Linked DNA regions of Mus musculus: region 2 is linked to region 1. Evidence: chromatin contacts called from public HiChIP or PLAC-seq data. All regions are on one chromosome and are shown on one strand. Each heading gives the region's core, a stretch centred on a gene start, on an enhancer-like site or on the middle of the called end of the contact. The rest is flanking DNA. Distances are from core to core; before and after follow the strand shown. Region 1 has its middle 82 kb from the start of Gm40948. Region 2 overlaps 4921525O09Rik (RIKEN cDNA 4921525O09 gene).

Region 1 (6,820 bases), core at 2,064-4,563:
GCTCCAGCCTAGCCCATTTGGTGAGCTGCAGGTTCAGTGAGACACCCTGTCTTGAAAGATAAGGTGTAGCGTGATCGAGGGATGACTGGAGTTTGATCTCTGGCACACATGCGCACAAGCACACCACACACAGAGCACACAGATGAGTGAGGGACACATGTATGCGACAGGAGAACAGACAGTGGTCCAGTGCAGGGTGTGAGCCTGGCAAGTTCATGACCCATGTTGGTGCTTGCCCCCTGACTCTCCCCCATACCCAGAGTCTCCTGACCTGGTGGCCTTAGCATAGATGTTACTGAGAAGATATCTTGACCCAGGAAGGCTTGGAAGCCCTCCTAGGTGGAACTTTGGCACTTGGCCTTCTTATGCGCAGGTTTAGGTGTCTCACTCTCAGGATTCTGAGCCAGTCGGAGTGGGGCATGCTGGGTCTGCACTCTGGGATGCCAAGTATCCAGGGCTGCCCCTAATTCTCCAAGGACAGGGTGAATACAGCTTTACCTACTAGTGGTCACAGGGAAGACTCTCTTTCCTGGGGGAGTTTCCGTGAATGCCAACTAAGGGGATCCAGAGATCACCTCAAACACCAAGGGGAAGGCTCTGGACAACCTGCCTGAATCTACTCTGCTTCTGGCAATTAGCATCTGAGTTAAGACCCAGTGGTTCCTAGTCTGTTTAGCTTGCAATTGGAATGTCTGTGGTCCATTCTGTCTCTAGTAGCTTGTCAGGGCTTTGAGTGAGGTCAGGGTTCCTGTCAAGCGCCTGGAATGAAGGCATGAGCTGTCCACAGACTTTACTGACCGAGCACCTCTGGGTCACTGTGAGTTTACAAGTTTACAGTAAGAGCTTCTAAGAGAATACTGGAGTGGCCTGCAATCCAGAGTCACCTCGGAAATCTCGACCTTACTATGATTCCTGGGTATCCTAGGGAGGGGAACCTCGTTAATTTTATCCTTCAGTTCTCATGCATGTGTACACACGCTTGAATGTGTGTGAGTGTATATGGGTGTATGTGTGCATGTGTTTGTGTGTGTGAATACTACATGTGTGGCACACCCCCACACTTCACTCTCTGGCAGCTTGAGCCCCAGTCACAGCCAGAAACACCCCCATAAAGGAACTCTGACCAGAACAAGCTCACTCTGTGTGAAACCTGGGAAGACACTAAGATAACAGGAGTGTTCGTTTGGTGATGTAAGGAATAGCTCTGGCGAAGGAGCACAAAACATATTTCCACCACCCTGAACATACCAGGAACACACTGCTGCCACCGGCATGGTCCTTGAAAAGTCATAGGGACATTCAGGACTGGTTCCAAACAGACCCTCCCTGGCTGTCAGCTTTCTGCTTCCCTTGTCTGGAGCCAAGCAGAACAGGACAACCCTCAAGGATTAGCAGGGAAGGTCAATGTGACCTTCTAGGGCTTTCCCTCTATGTGGCTGTCAATAAAGGCTGAACTGAAGGACCTCTGGAGAAAGAGGGAGAGAGCCAGGGGCCTCCCAGGGTCAGGTGACCCACAGGAAGGAAGGACCCATATGTTGATGCACTGGTGGGCTTCCTCCTACTTTCCCAAGGGTCAAGACTTATAATTTGTTCTCCATTTAGGAGAAATAAATGAGGCATGCTTTTGTTTAGTAGGAAGAAATGCTTGATGAAAAACAATGAATTGGACTTCAGTCATCTGTTTGAAAAAACACATCTCACGGTTTTATGAACTCAGTTTCAGTTGAACTTAAGACCTCCAAGTGTTTTAAAGTGAACAGTGTTAGTTTTAAGCGGCATGCGGGCCAACCTGGCTCTCCAGTGCACATGGCTGACTTCTACCACGTGGAGTGTAACACAAATCTGCTAGCACCACCACTGACCGTTCTACTGGGGAAAGGTAGTAATGACAAATTTGACATTAATGACAAATCCGTGGATGTCCTCAAAGCACCAATTAATGAGTACCGTGTCTACTGGGGACTCTATTAAGCTGTGTGTGACTCAGAGCATTGCTGATTCCAGGGACTGTGAAATGTCAAAACGTGGAACACATATCCAAGAAACATGACCATGGCAGGTGTGTGAGGGACTCTCAGCCTTTGCACAAACACTCTGACTCTTTTAGGTTGCGGATATAGAGGTATAGTCTCTGTATGGGTGAGTGTGTGCATGCACGTGCATGTGCATGCGTGTGTGTATATGTGTGTGTGTGTGTAGGTCAGAGGTCAATCTCAGGCATAATTCCTCAGGACACTGTCCACCTTGGTTTTTGAGACAGGGTTTCTCACAGGCCTGGAACTTGCTGATTGGGCTAGGCTGGGTGGCCCCACGAACTCTGGAGAGGCCCCACTCACCACCTCTGCAGCACTGGGGTTACACGTGGACAGAGCCACACTTGGCTTTTTAGCACAGGTTCTGGGGATTGAACGTAGGTCCTTGTGTTTTCGTGGCAAGCGCTTTATAGACCCTGGAGACACTGTTTAGTCTCAGCTATCTAGAATGATGGATGACCGGGAGTACCCCATGTATCACACCTTTAGATGCAGGCTCTCCTGGTTGTTGTGAGATCCTATGGGGAACCTGATACGAGCAGATAGGAGGTGATACGATGCATGGGAGAGCCTTGGCACAGAGACGTTTCAGACGTTGCTCTAGTGAAGGGAGGGCTCAGCTTCTAGTCTTACCCCTGAGGCATAGCACTGACTCTGTAACGACTGCATCATGAACGTCCCACGGAGGACCAAACATAAAGGGCTTGTCCCTTCACTGATGGGACCTTTGGAAGGTTGGAGGAGGGTTCAGGAGGCAGGGCCTGGTAGAGGGACATTAGGTCACTGGGGCTGTGACTCCGATGTCTTCTTGATCTTCCCTTTGATTATCGAATGCCATAAGGTAAGTGGCCTCTGTGAATTTCTGGGTGTGATGAGCCACTCTGCCACGGGTCCTGGCACAGCAGGGCCAGCCTACTGTGAACCGAAGACTGTGAAACCAGATGTCAAAACAAACTTTCCCTACTCTGTTGAATTTCTCAAATATTTTTTCATAGCCAGGAAACACGACCAGTCTATTATTTCCCTTTAGCTCCATGCAGAGGTTTTTCTAGATTATTCCGGGCATCCTGTTGCAAGTTGGCTATAAGGAGTCAGAGAAACTGAGCAAAGCATTTGGCTTGGAGTAGGTCCACGTGTGCTTTTTTATCTCCAAAACGTTTGAACTACCATCTATGGAAGCCACTTTCCCTAACCATCAAAGACTCTTAGGAGCTGGCCCTTCCAACCCCCCGGGATCTCTCTGGTCCACATCTGTGACTCATAAATACGAGGAACGAGCTTGGTTAGTTTGACACGTTCTTGTAGTGAGTCAGGGAGTGGAACGAGCAACCGGTTATTTGAAGAGATCACTTACATAGCAAAGTTTTTTGGGAAATCTAAGGGCGATTTTATTGTGCCCAAAAGGAATGAGTTGTAGATTGCCAGCCCGTATATTTAGAAGTGCAGAGGATGGAGGAGGGCGTGGCCGTGACAGGCCTACTGCTCTGAAGACTGGGATGAGAAGGAAGGACAGTGAATGAAGGGCCTGTAAACACACCCTGGGCTCATCCATCAGTGAGCCATGAGCATCTCACTACACTGTTGTGCTCAATACAAGGAGGGTGTCGTTAGGATCCAGGAAAGAACCTGGGAGCTTCGGGGAGTTCCAGGAGGCCTGCCAACTCTGATTGCAGGCTCTCTGGTGGGGACTGGGAGGGGCTGTGCTGCTTTGAAGGGAAACCAACTGTGGCTTGGTACCTCATTTTCTCGGACAGTGTGAGCATCAAACATTGCAAGAAGCTAAGAAGGAACCGCAAGATACAACTGAAACCAGCTACCCCCACCCCAACCCTTGGCAAGCCGGTGGGAGCTTGGAGCCAGATCTGACATGCTTTAGAAAAAGATAAAGTATTTCTTTCATGTCAATGGCTTAGTGACTTGTTTGGGTTTTTCTTTGTGTGTGCACACACTTGCATGCTGGTGTGTATTAAAATTTTGAGTATTTATTTATGTGAGTGTGCTTGTATTTATGTGTGTATATGTGTATGCACATATATATGTGTGTGCATCTGTGTGAATGCATATGTGTATGTGTGTGTGTGTATGAGGCCATGGAACGAATTACCTGTGGATGTCAAAGGCCAATGCTCTGTGAGAAACAATTCTTACCTTCCATTATGTTGGTCCCAGGAATTGAACTCTGGTCATCAGACTTTGCAGCAAACATTTTTATGTGCTGAGTCATCTTGTCAGTACATATTTTGATTCCCTCCCTCCCTCCCTGCCTCCCTTTCTCCCTCCCTCCTTCCTTTCTTCCTTCCTTCCTTCCTTCCTTTCTTTCTTTCTTTCTTTCTTTCTTTCTTTCTTTCTTTCTTTCTTTCTTTCTTTCTTTCTTTCTTATGAAATCTCTAATGGGACTGGAACTCTACCAGTAGGCTAGCTTGTCTGGCCAGAAAGCCCCAGGGATCTGCCTGTCTATGCCTCTCCAGAACTGGGGTTGCAAGAAGATACCACCACACACAGATACATATTTTAATATGAGGATCAGGTCTTTATGATTTCAGGGCAAGCATATTACTAACCGAGCCATCTCCCCTGCCCTGTGACTGTACAGAACGAGGGCTTCCAATTCACCAACTCTATAGTTGGCTGGGAAATTCCCTCAATCCTTTACATGAAGGATGGGGGAAGGGGAGCGAGCTTGTTTCAAGCATGCTCAGTGTCAGCTGCAGCTCCTTTGGGGAGGGCATTTCCCAGCCATTCATGCTGCTACCCAGGGTGTATATAGAGGATGGCTCTAGGGGAGGGATACTGCTTTTTTCTTTACCATTACCAGACATTTCTGCAGCCTAGTGCTACAGTGGCCCCATTAGAGCACAAGGTGAGAGTAGATACCCAAACTGCATCAGAAGGTGTGAGGTGAGATTAGCAAGCATCTACTGTCTGAGCCTCCCTGAGGGGAGGAAGGAAGGCTCCTTTGAGACTCTGAAAATCAAGCATAGCTGTGGAAAAGTGGGAGACCCGTGGAGCCAAATCACACCCACGATGCCATGATTCAGACATGTCTGGGTCACCACGAGATCAATGCTCCCGGCCTGACTCAAGAGGCAAGGGATGGTATGGATTGAATTCCCACACACCCACATACCAAATTTGTCCACAGGAGGGAATTCTGGCCCTGAGGAAGGCTGGGTGGCATGGGAATAGGTGGGCAGTATTTGAAAGCAGTTTGCTCTCATGAGCCCAGTGTTCCACGAGAAGGAGATCCATGTCCCCTGTCCCTCTCCACCATGATTTAAAAAAATAGACACACACACACACACACACACACACACACACACAGTGCAAGGAGTTGTGGTTATTTGGTGACATGGTGTCAGCGGTTTTTCAGAACTGGGCGAGCCTTCCCTGCACAGGAACCAGCTCAAGCTGTGCATGCACGCTATCCATACAGTGCTGCTGTCTCTTTCTGAGGATGTGGCTGCCTTCTGCCTCTGCCTTATCTTTCTTCCCTTCAGTCTTGGTGTCTTCTTTTTGACTTTTCCACAGCCACACAAGGTTGTGGTAACATTGTACAACCTCAGTCTCTGGTCCTCCTCTTGGGCTCCTCTTGGCTGCTTCCTAGTCACACACTGAGTGTGCATGGGGCAGAGGCAAGGCCCCCAGCCTCTCTAGCTTCCTGGCCATGTGGAACATTCATCCGAAAGCAGAGCTCCCTGTGGTTAACATTGTACAGGCCTGAACCTCCCAGGAAAGGCCCCCTCTCCTTTGATGAACAGGTGAATCTCCTTGATCTTCAAGCCTTGTTACCTTCTAGAATACCTTTGATCCTCAAAGCTGCTTTCAAACCAGCCAGCTGGGGGCTAACCGGCAGATACCGGAAGCCTTGATATCTTTCCAAAATGGCTTCAAGGTTGGGCTTCTAAGGGAATGGGGGGCCATTCCCACGCCAATGGAGCTTGTGTTTACCTGCACCTGAGGAGGCAGGGGTGGACAGAGGTGGCTGTCAGCATATGGTGGGGTCAGCCTTGTGCCCCCTTTGTGATTCCAGGCCCACGGAGGAATTCTGTAGAACACAGCCCGCAAAGCACTAGGGAGAGAGGTGTGGATAGCAGGAGTTGGTTTTCTTTCTCCTGCTTTCTCTCTCTGATGGTTATGGAAGGTTTCACGACAGGCGATAGGTTCACACATTGTGGAGTGTGAATTCTCTTCCACAGGTTTCCATGTGGTTGAATACTTGGTTCCTAGTGGGTGGTCCTATTTGAGAGTATGGACTTTGTATGCATGTACATCTACATGTGTATGTGGGTGTATACACACTCACAGACATGTCTGCATATGTATGTGTGTGTGTGTATGTATGTATGTATGTATGTGTCTGCATACTTGTGTGTGTACTTTCGTCTTCAAGCTGGTTTGTGTGTGTATGTATATGTGTGTGTGCGTGCTTGTGTGTGCATTTCTGTCTTTAAGTTGGTGTGTGTGTGTTCACATAAGTGTCTGCATGCTTGTGTGTGTGAGCATATGTGTGTCTGCATGCTTGTATGTGTATTTGTGTCTTTTTAAATATAATTTTTATTAGATATTTTCTTTATTTACATTTCAAATGTTATCCCCTTTCCTGGTTTCCCCTCTGAAAATCCCCTATTCCCCCCACCATACACACACACCAATCCACCCACTCCTGCTTCCTGGCCCTGGCATTCTCCTACACTGGGGCATCGAGCCTTCACAGGACCAAGAGCCTCTTCTCCCATTGATGACCGACTAGGCCATACTCTGCTACATATGGAGCTGGAGCCATGAGT
Region 2 (6,820 bases), core at 2,181-4,680, 110 kb after region 1:
GGACTCTCTTCTGAGGGGACATGATATACTCTCAGGGAATAAGTCAAATAGAGAATGGTCTTTTCACCATTGTGGACCTGACTCTTCCCCTCCTTGCTTCACCCCTAGCCAGGAACCTCTTATGACTCGGGACAGCTATCCAGGGGAGGGATGGAAGGTGGGGGTGGCTAAATAAGCACCTTTGAGGTCACACTTGCTTTTCTGACAAGTTCCCTCATGCCTCTCTTTTCTTCCTCTCAGCATGCATTGCAGGTAGACTGTGAGAGTGACTATCCAAGGCCATCACAAGGCCAAACCCAGTTCTGCTGCGTGCTGCTTGCTTTTCTCCTGAGCGTGCCCGTGGGGATGTGTTTGTTCAGTGCTGGGACTTTTTTCTGTGCCTAAGGCTGTTCAGAACATTTTTGGGTTTTATATCAGTCTGAATTTAGAATCTTGGAGGAAGAATAAAAGCTTGCTTGCTTACCTCAGGAAAGGCGGGACTAGAGGACGGGAAGTGACCTCACCAAGCTCTGTTTCCCATCTCTATTTCCCTGTTTCTATGTGTCTTTTCCCATATACTTATTCATGTGTGTTTACACATATATGTATGCTGTGTGAGGATATGCACATGTGCGTCTGAACATATGTGCGTGAGTGCGTACACACATACACCCACCCCACACACACCTAGTCTTTCCCCCATAATGCAAGCTAAGTGGTCCCACATCTATGCAAAGCTACTTTGGCTACATCAACATGCAGATGTGAGGGATGTAGTAAGATGGAGGTGGAATAGAGGGTATGTATGAACAGGTGGATCACAGAATGGTCTGAGGAACCCCAAGGTGCTCTTGTGGCAGCAAGCCACTGCATGGAGAGAAAATGATTGTTAGAAAAAGACACACACCAAGTTTACCCTGCATGCAGGAGACAGACTCAGGTTGATACTAGAGTTTTCAGGGACTTAGGCGACTGGTGACTCCTTACTTAGGCAGGGAGCCAAGGCGATGGGAGGAGAGAGACCCTGCTCTCAGATAGAGGACATCGAAGAGCAAGAATGACATCAGAAAGATTCAGGGGACATGAAGGATTTGGGAGACTGCCCATCTGGAAGAGCCCCAGAGCATCTTTGGGAAGCCTCCAGCCTCCCATCCAGATGTGAGGTAAGAGGCAAGGGAGCAGCAGAGGAAACAGGAGAGCAGAGGCAGGCACAGGGTGCCTTGGGTGCAGCCCTCAGTGAAAGAAGAAGGTGCTAAGGTCACAAGGGGGAAGGGCCCTAGGTCAAGGTCAAGGCCGTGTGTGTGTGTGTGTGTGTGTGTGTGTGTGTACTCACGTGCGTTCTTGCAAACAGGTACCATTAGGACTTTGATCTGGGGACACAGTTGGAGTGTAAGGACCTAAGTTTGGATCCTTAGAATCCATGTAAAACCTTGTAGTGGTAGCTGGCATTTATAAGAGCAGCACATCTCAGGCGAGCTAGGAGAGGCAGGAGAATCCCTGAAGCTCTCTCTGTCAGGCCAGCTACCATGGTGCTAAATACCAAGAGACCCTGCCTCAGGCAAGGGGAAAGATGAGGGCTAACAGTGGAGGTTGTCCTCTGGCATCCATATGCCTCGTGGCACTTGCACACATGACCGTGCATGCACACACAAGGGCACACATTCATGTAATCATTGACTCGTGTACACAGGCACACACACACATACATACATACATACATACATACATGCACATACACAAGTATACATACACATGCATGCACAGAGAGGAGGGGGAGGTTACAGGGCTTTGGGGAGAGGAGAGGAAGCTGGAGCCCAAGCTAGAACATTCCTTTTCCTCTCAGGCTCTGAAGAGTGCAGTAACCCCATTTGTGAGGAAGATGGGCCCACTCCCAGTGAAGTGGTACCGACAGAGACCAAGGGTTTGTGCTCTGACCAGATTGTCCTCAGATCAGGAGTGGGCTGAGCCATTCTGAGCACAGGCTGGTACAAAACGTCTCTCCCGTGGCTAACAGCATGGGCCGTTGACCACACGCGGGCATGCTTGTGCTGCCTCAAAAGCACTTAGGCTGCTCCTCCCCTCCCTTTCTGCCTTTAGTGCCAGAAGAGAAATTGCCTGGTCCTCATGCAGCCTGCTCATCTGAGCTGGCAGCTTGCTGGCTGGCTGCAGATAAACAGCAGCAGGTAGGAGGCAAGCGTGCAGTGCTGGCTCCCGAGTGGGAACTGTCATTTCTGCTGGTCCTGTAAAACTAGGAAGGGAATCCTATTTCTGCTGCATAGTATAGGTTCCCAGGATGCAGCCTGCCCCAGTGTACAGGTGAAGGTCCAGGTGGGCCCCACTTTGTAACAGTGGGTCCACAGAGCCCCTTCCGTGCTCTTGTGTCTGTCCCCCCCCCCCCCTTTGGATGAAGTACAGGATGAATCTTTTTTTTTGTAGTTACAAACCAAATTCTTTTATTGGATATTTTCTTTATATACATTTCAAATGCTATCCAGAAAGTTCCCTATACCCTCTCCCCGCCCTGCTCCCCTACCCACCCACTCCTGCTTCTTGGCCCTGGCATTCCCCTGTACTGGGAATGGGCCTATAATGTTTGCAATACCAAGGGGCCTCTCTTCCCAGTGACGGCTGACTAGGCCATCTTCTGCTACATATGCAGCTAGAGATATGAGCTCTGGGGCTACTGGTTAGTTCATATTGTTGCTCCACCTATAGGGTTGCAGACCCCTTCAGCTCCTTGGGTGCTTTCTCTAGCTTCTCCATTGGGCTTCCTGTGTTCCATCCTATAGAAGACTGTGAGCATCCACTTCTGTATTTGTCAGGCACTGGCATAGCCTCACACGAGACAGCTATAACAGGGTTCCTTCAGTAAAATCTTTCTGGCATATGATCACGAAGGATGAATCATTCTTAGGGAAAGGCTGTTGGGTGGAAACGTGAGAAGCCAGGAAGATGTGACTTGCCTGCAGGCGAAACCCTGCACAGAGTGTTCTCCTCTGCAGAACTTGGTTCCAGCGAGAGGCACTGGGGTAAGGGTGTTCCCTCCCTGGAGGCTCCTCAGTTCTACTTGGCAAATGTTACCAACAATGTGCTACCATGGACTGTTCTAACTTGAAATCTACTCTTTGGTTTTCTGCTCTCACGGCCCAACTGTGTTGTCGGGGAGCCTTGAACCCCTGAGTGGAGAGAAACATGCTGTATATAAAATGGAGGAGCAGAGCTGGGGAGAGGGATGCTGTTGTGATTGGATGTGAACTGTCCCCCAGGCTCACGTGTTTGAACATTTGTTCCTCGTGAGAGGACGTTACTTGGGAATATTGTGGAACCTTTAGGAAGTGGATCCTGGCTAGAGAAAATGAGTCACTGAGGCGGGCTCTTGAGGTTTATAACCCAGCACCACTTCCTGTTTAGGCTCAGCCAGTTGTGACCGGCTGGCTTCCTGTCCCTATTACCCATACCTTCCATGCCTTCTGCAGTGACTTAACCACAACAAAGGCCCTGTGTCCCTTCAGACTGCGAGCCAGAATAAGCCTTCTTGCCTCAGGGATTTGTCATGTCAGGAAGAAATGTCACGTGCTTGTGCTCACACAGGGTGACTGAGCGAGGGATCTTAGCAATGCCGTTTTCCAAACTCCAAAGTTGTCTTAGCACATCATTTATGGGCACCCTTCTGTTGCCTATGAATCTGAACTCTGGCTAAATATGCCTTCCCCATGACAGAGGTGCTTTTGCTCAGGAAGTCCAGAGCCTCTTCTCACTGTGGTCTCCATTGCCCTCCTGAACACACTATCCCACTGGGCAGCATGGCCTTCATCCTCCCGTAGTACTCTTTACGCTGCTTGGAATCCAGGTGGGGCAGCTCAACAACTTCACCATCACTTACTGACATAAATTTGGTTCACATGGGATCCTGCCTGGTGAAAAGCCATGCTTTCTGGGGGTTGGCAGCTGCTCAAGATAGCAAACAATTAGAGACAAGGGACAGGAGTCAAGGGACTTTGGGTGATGTACACACCAGTGGGAAGCCCGGCCAAGGAGAGGTTCCATGGTGCAGGTCACTTCCTAGTGCGAAGGAGCAGTTTCCACCCCCAAAACTGCGAGGGTGGGGCCTCCACTTCCTGTCTTGTCCTTTCTATAGAAGGTCAAGGACACTGGAGACAAGATGTGACCACTTGGAGTGCTCTTCGAGGGTGTCTGATGAGCACCCCTTGTGGGCTGTGTCACTGGTGAATGAGGGACGACTTAGAACTCAAGTGTCAAAGCCTTGAGCAGCAGAGAGCTCACTTCAGGGGAGTTGATAATCTCGGTGGGGGGCTGCAAGGCTAGGAAGACCAAATACTGGGAAGACTGGGAGCTGGGAGGCTGACCTTGGCTAGCCTTGGGTCAGAGGAACCAGGCTAGACTAGACTGGGGGGGGGAGCAGCTCTTCTGCAGCCCATTTGCTGGGTTAGCTTTGAACTGGTGTTCCATACCAGGTCACTTCTCAACACCCAATCAGCTCTCTTTATCATGAATGTATAAACCCAGCTACTTGTATATGTGGATATTTCAACCCCATTGTGCAATGTGTTTTGACTCCCTGCCTGTCTCTTCCTTATGCTTGTCTTTAGAGGAGCTGAGGGTGCTGTAAAGTATCTCCAGTCCATGCAGGGGATGAAATCAAACTGGGCTGGGTCCCTGGGATTGGTTCTAGGCCAATGGAAGTGTGCTGTTTCCTTAATTCATGCTTCCTGGCCCAGTGGAGTGGCCCAATGCTATGGCGCCAGCTGTCCTATTGAACTCAGGGGGGTCTGAAGCAATGTGTGTCCTGGGAATAGAGAGTTTAAGAAACAGGCATTTTTCTCCACACCCAGGCATCGGGAGCCACACACAGACTACTATCCCCTGACTCGACAGCTCCTCCTTCCCAGGGGAAAGCTGTATCAAGTAGAAATTAGCACTGCGTGTGAGCCAGGAGAATCCTCAGCTGACCAGCTTCACAGCTCATGGATGTTTTAGTCTCTACTCTTTGGTAGTAGCTCCTTCAATCATGGGCAGCGTACATATGGAACTAATTTTTCATTGGTCTAAAGCAGAGTTGACCTCCGGTTCCATATTTGGGGGAAGTCACGCACTCTGAAGGGAAGAAGAAATGGAAATAAAACAGTTTGCCACACAAAAGGCAAAAGACCTGGAGGGATGTGTTCCGGCTTTTTACAAAAGCTGCTGTGTGGGATTCCGTGGGTAAAGAATTATGAGAGGAGCAGGCCAAGAGCCTGCCTGCATCTCAGAGATAGTGCCAGTGAGAGCCGTGCCCTTGGCAGCTCTCCTACAACCCTGTCACCTCTGCTGTCAGGCTGCCTTCCAAGTGTATTATAACAGCTCAGGGCAGGAGGGAAAAAGCAAGGGTGGGCATCTCAGCCATCCTCCCAGAAGGCACTGATCTTGCTTGATTGTAGAACAGCCCAGCCAGCCCAAGCATGGAAAGTTGTGTCTGTCACTTGAGATGGGAGAGCCTTTGGGAGCTGGGTTCAGTGAGAGCGTTTTGAGTCACTGAAGGGATTCTCTGGGAGAGAGCTGTAGAATCCCAATGTTTCACACCTGCCAGATTCTCTCTCCCCCACCCCACCCTCTTCCTTTGGCTGCCTGGTTGCGAAGTGAGTTTTGTTCTACTGTATACTCTGGCCATAACGTGTCACTTCGGGCCTCAAACAATGGAAAGAGTGGAGTGTGAACCGAAGCTTCCAAAACTGTGAGCCCAACTGAACCTTCTTTGCCAAGAAGCTGCGTTTGGGCCTTTGTGAGTGATGGTAGGCCAACTGACATGCTTGTCTGCTGGGGAGGAAGGTTCATAAAGTGACTTCCTGGGACCAGAGACATCCTAGCCTCAAACACTGACGAGAATGGTTGAGATACTTGGAGCCCACGGCAGATCTCCCAGAAAGGTGAGCTCGTTGCTAGAGCCCATAGGTGGGGGATGGAGTCAGTGTTTAAATGATGGAACTTTGAGACTTGGGGATGGCCATAAAAGTCACTGCTGGCCAGATCTCAGAAGAAGTCTGCCACACACATTCTCACTTAGCACCAGAGCTATTGGAGGGCTCAGGCTGTCATAGACTCCCCATGGACATGTGGAGTCCTGGCATCTTGATTTACACTATGGCTGCTGGGTTTACACTATACAAGACACTGAGCCTTTCAGATCTGCACCAGCCAATCGCAGGCCCCTGAGACCACCAAGCCTGTCAGAACTGGGGAACCCTTCTATCCTACTGTCTGTTGTAGGTCCTGAGGAAAGGATATCCCCGTGGGGTTCCCATGGCTAAGTCTCTGTGATGAAGCCTTGCCACCAGCTTTCCCAGTGATCACCCCAATAATTCCAATTGCCAAGATTGTGGAAGCCATAGGCACCGTGAGCTACAAAGTCCAAAAAGTCATGGAGTCTGTAGGAAAGAGAAAGCCTGATGAGGTCACAGGAACATATACTGTACTGAGATACCGATTAAGCCATGGGCACATTTTTCATCCAACAGGGAAGTTTGTGAAGCGCCATTCAAACATGAGCCCTACAGGTCCTCCTACCATCTGCCTCTTTCCCACTTTCATCTCGTCTGGGAAGGACCAACTGCAGGAGGTGGATGAGAAAGGAAGGAGGGAGGGCTGCTCAAGGCCCAGCTTACCTGACCTACCGTGCTGCCTGTCCTTCCAACCCAACCCCACACCATGCAGCCGAGGATGCTGTGAGCAGCTGCAATGTTGTGGAGGAGATCCGCTTTGACTTGGGATCCAATGAAACATCACCTGATGACATCATCTCCATGAACCCTCCCCGGGACAGGAGAACAAAAGAGGAGAGCGACAG

Evidence for each region. HiChIP or PLAC-seq counts read pairs in DNA pulled down with a chosen protein or histone mark.
Region 2: an H3K27ac HiChIP or PLAC-seq map of a colorectal cancer cell line shows a contact between it and region 1, with 3 times the contacts expected there. The contact joins two enhancer-like sites. A contact is called at or near these places in 1 of 15 datasets of contacts at CTCF or cohesin (CD8 T cells), 2 of 484 Hi-C or Micro-C datasets (bone marrow-derived macrophages and nephron progenitors) and 3 of 115 datasets of contacts at active chromatin or transcription factors (CD8 T cells, a colorectal cancer cell line and pancreatic cancer cells).

What each region holds. Positions count from the first base shown.
Region 1 is chr13:51,998,683-52,005,502 of GRCm38.p6, forward strand. No RefSeq gene overlaps it. Among named protein-coding and RNA genes, the nearest start is that of Gm40948, 82 kb to the right of the region's middle. Within about 2 kb of position 3,314, at least 48 of the 459 cell types and tissues checked have an H3K27ac peak or open chromatin away from gene starts, as enhancers often do. A contact at or near this core is called in a colorectal cancer cell line and pancreatic cancer cells, where this site is marked.
Region 2 is chr13:52,111,676-52,118,495 of GRCm38.p6, forward strand. It overlaps 4921525O09Rik (RIKEN cDNA 4921525O09 gene), which reads left to right. Exons shown (of 8, transcript NR_045061.1): 4 at 6,492-6,820. Among named protein-coding and RNA genes, the nearest start is that of 4921525O09Rik, 18 kb to the left of the region's middle. Within about 2 kb of position 3,431, at least 59 of the 459 cell types and tissues checked have an H3K27ac peak or open chromatin away from gene starts, as enhancers often do. A contact at or near this core is called in a colorectal cancer cell line and pancreatic cancer cells, where this site is marked.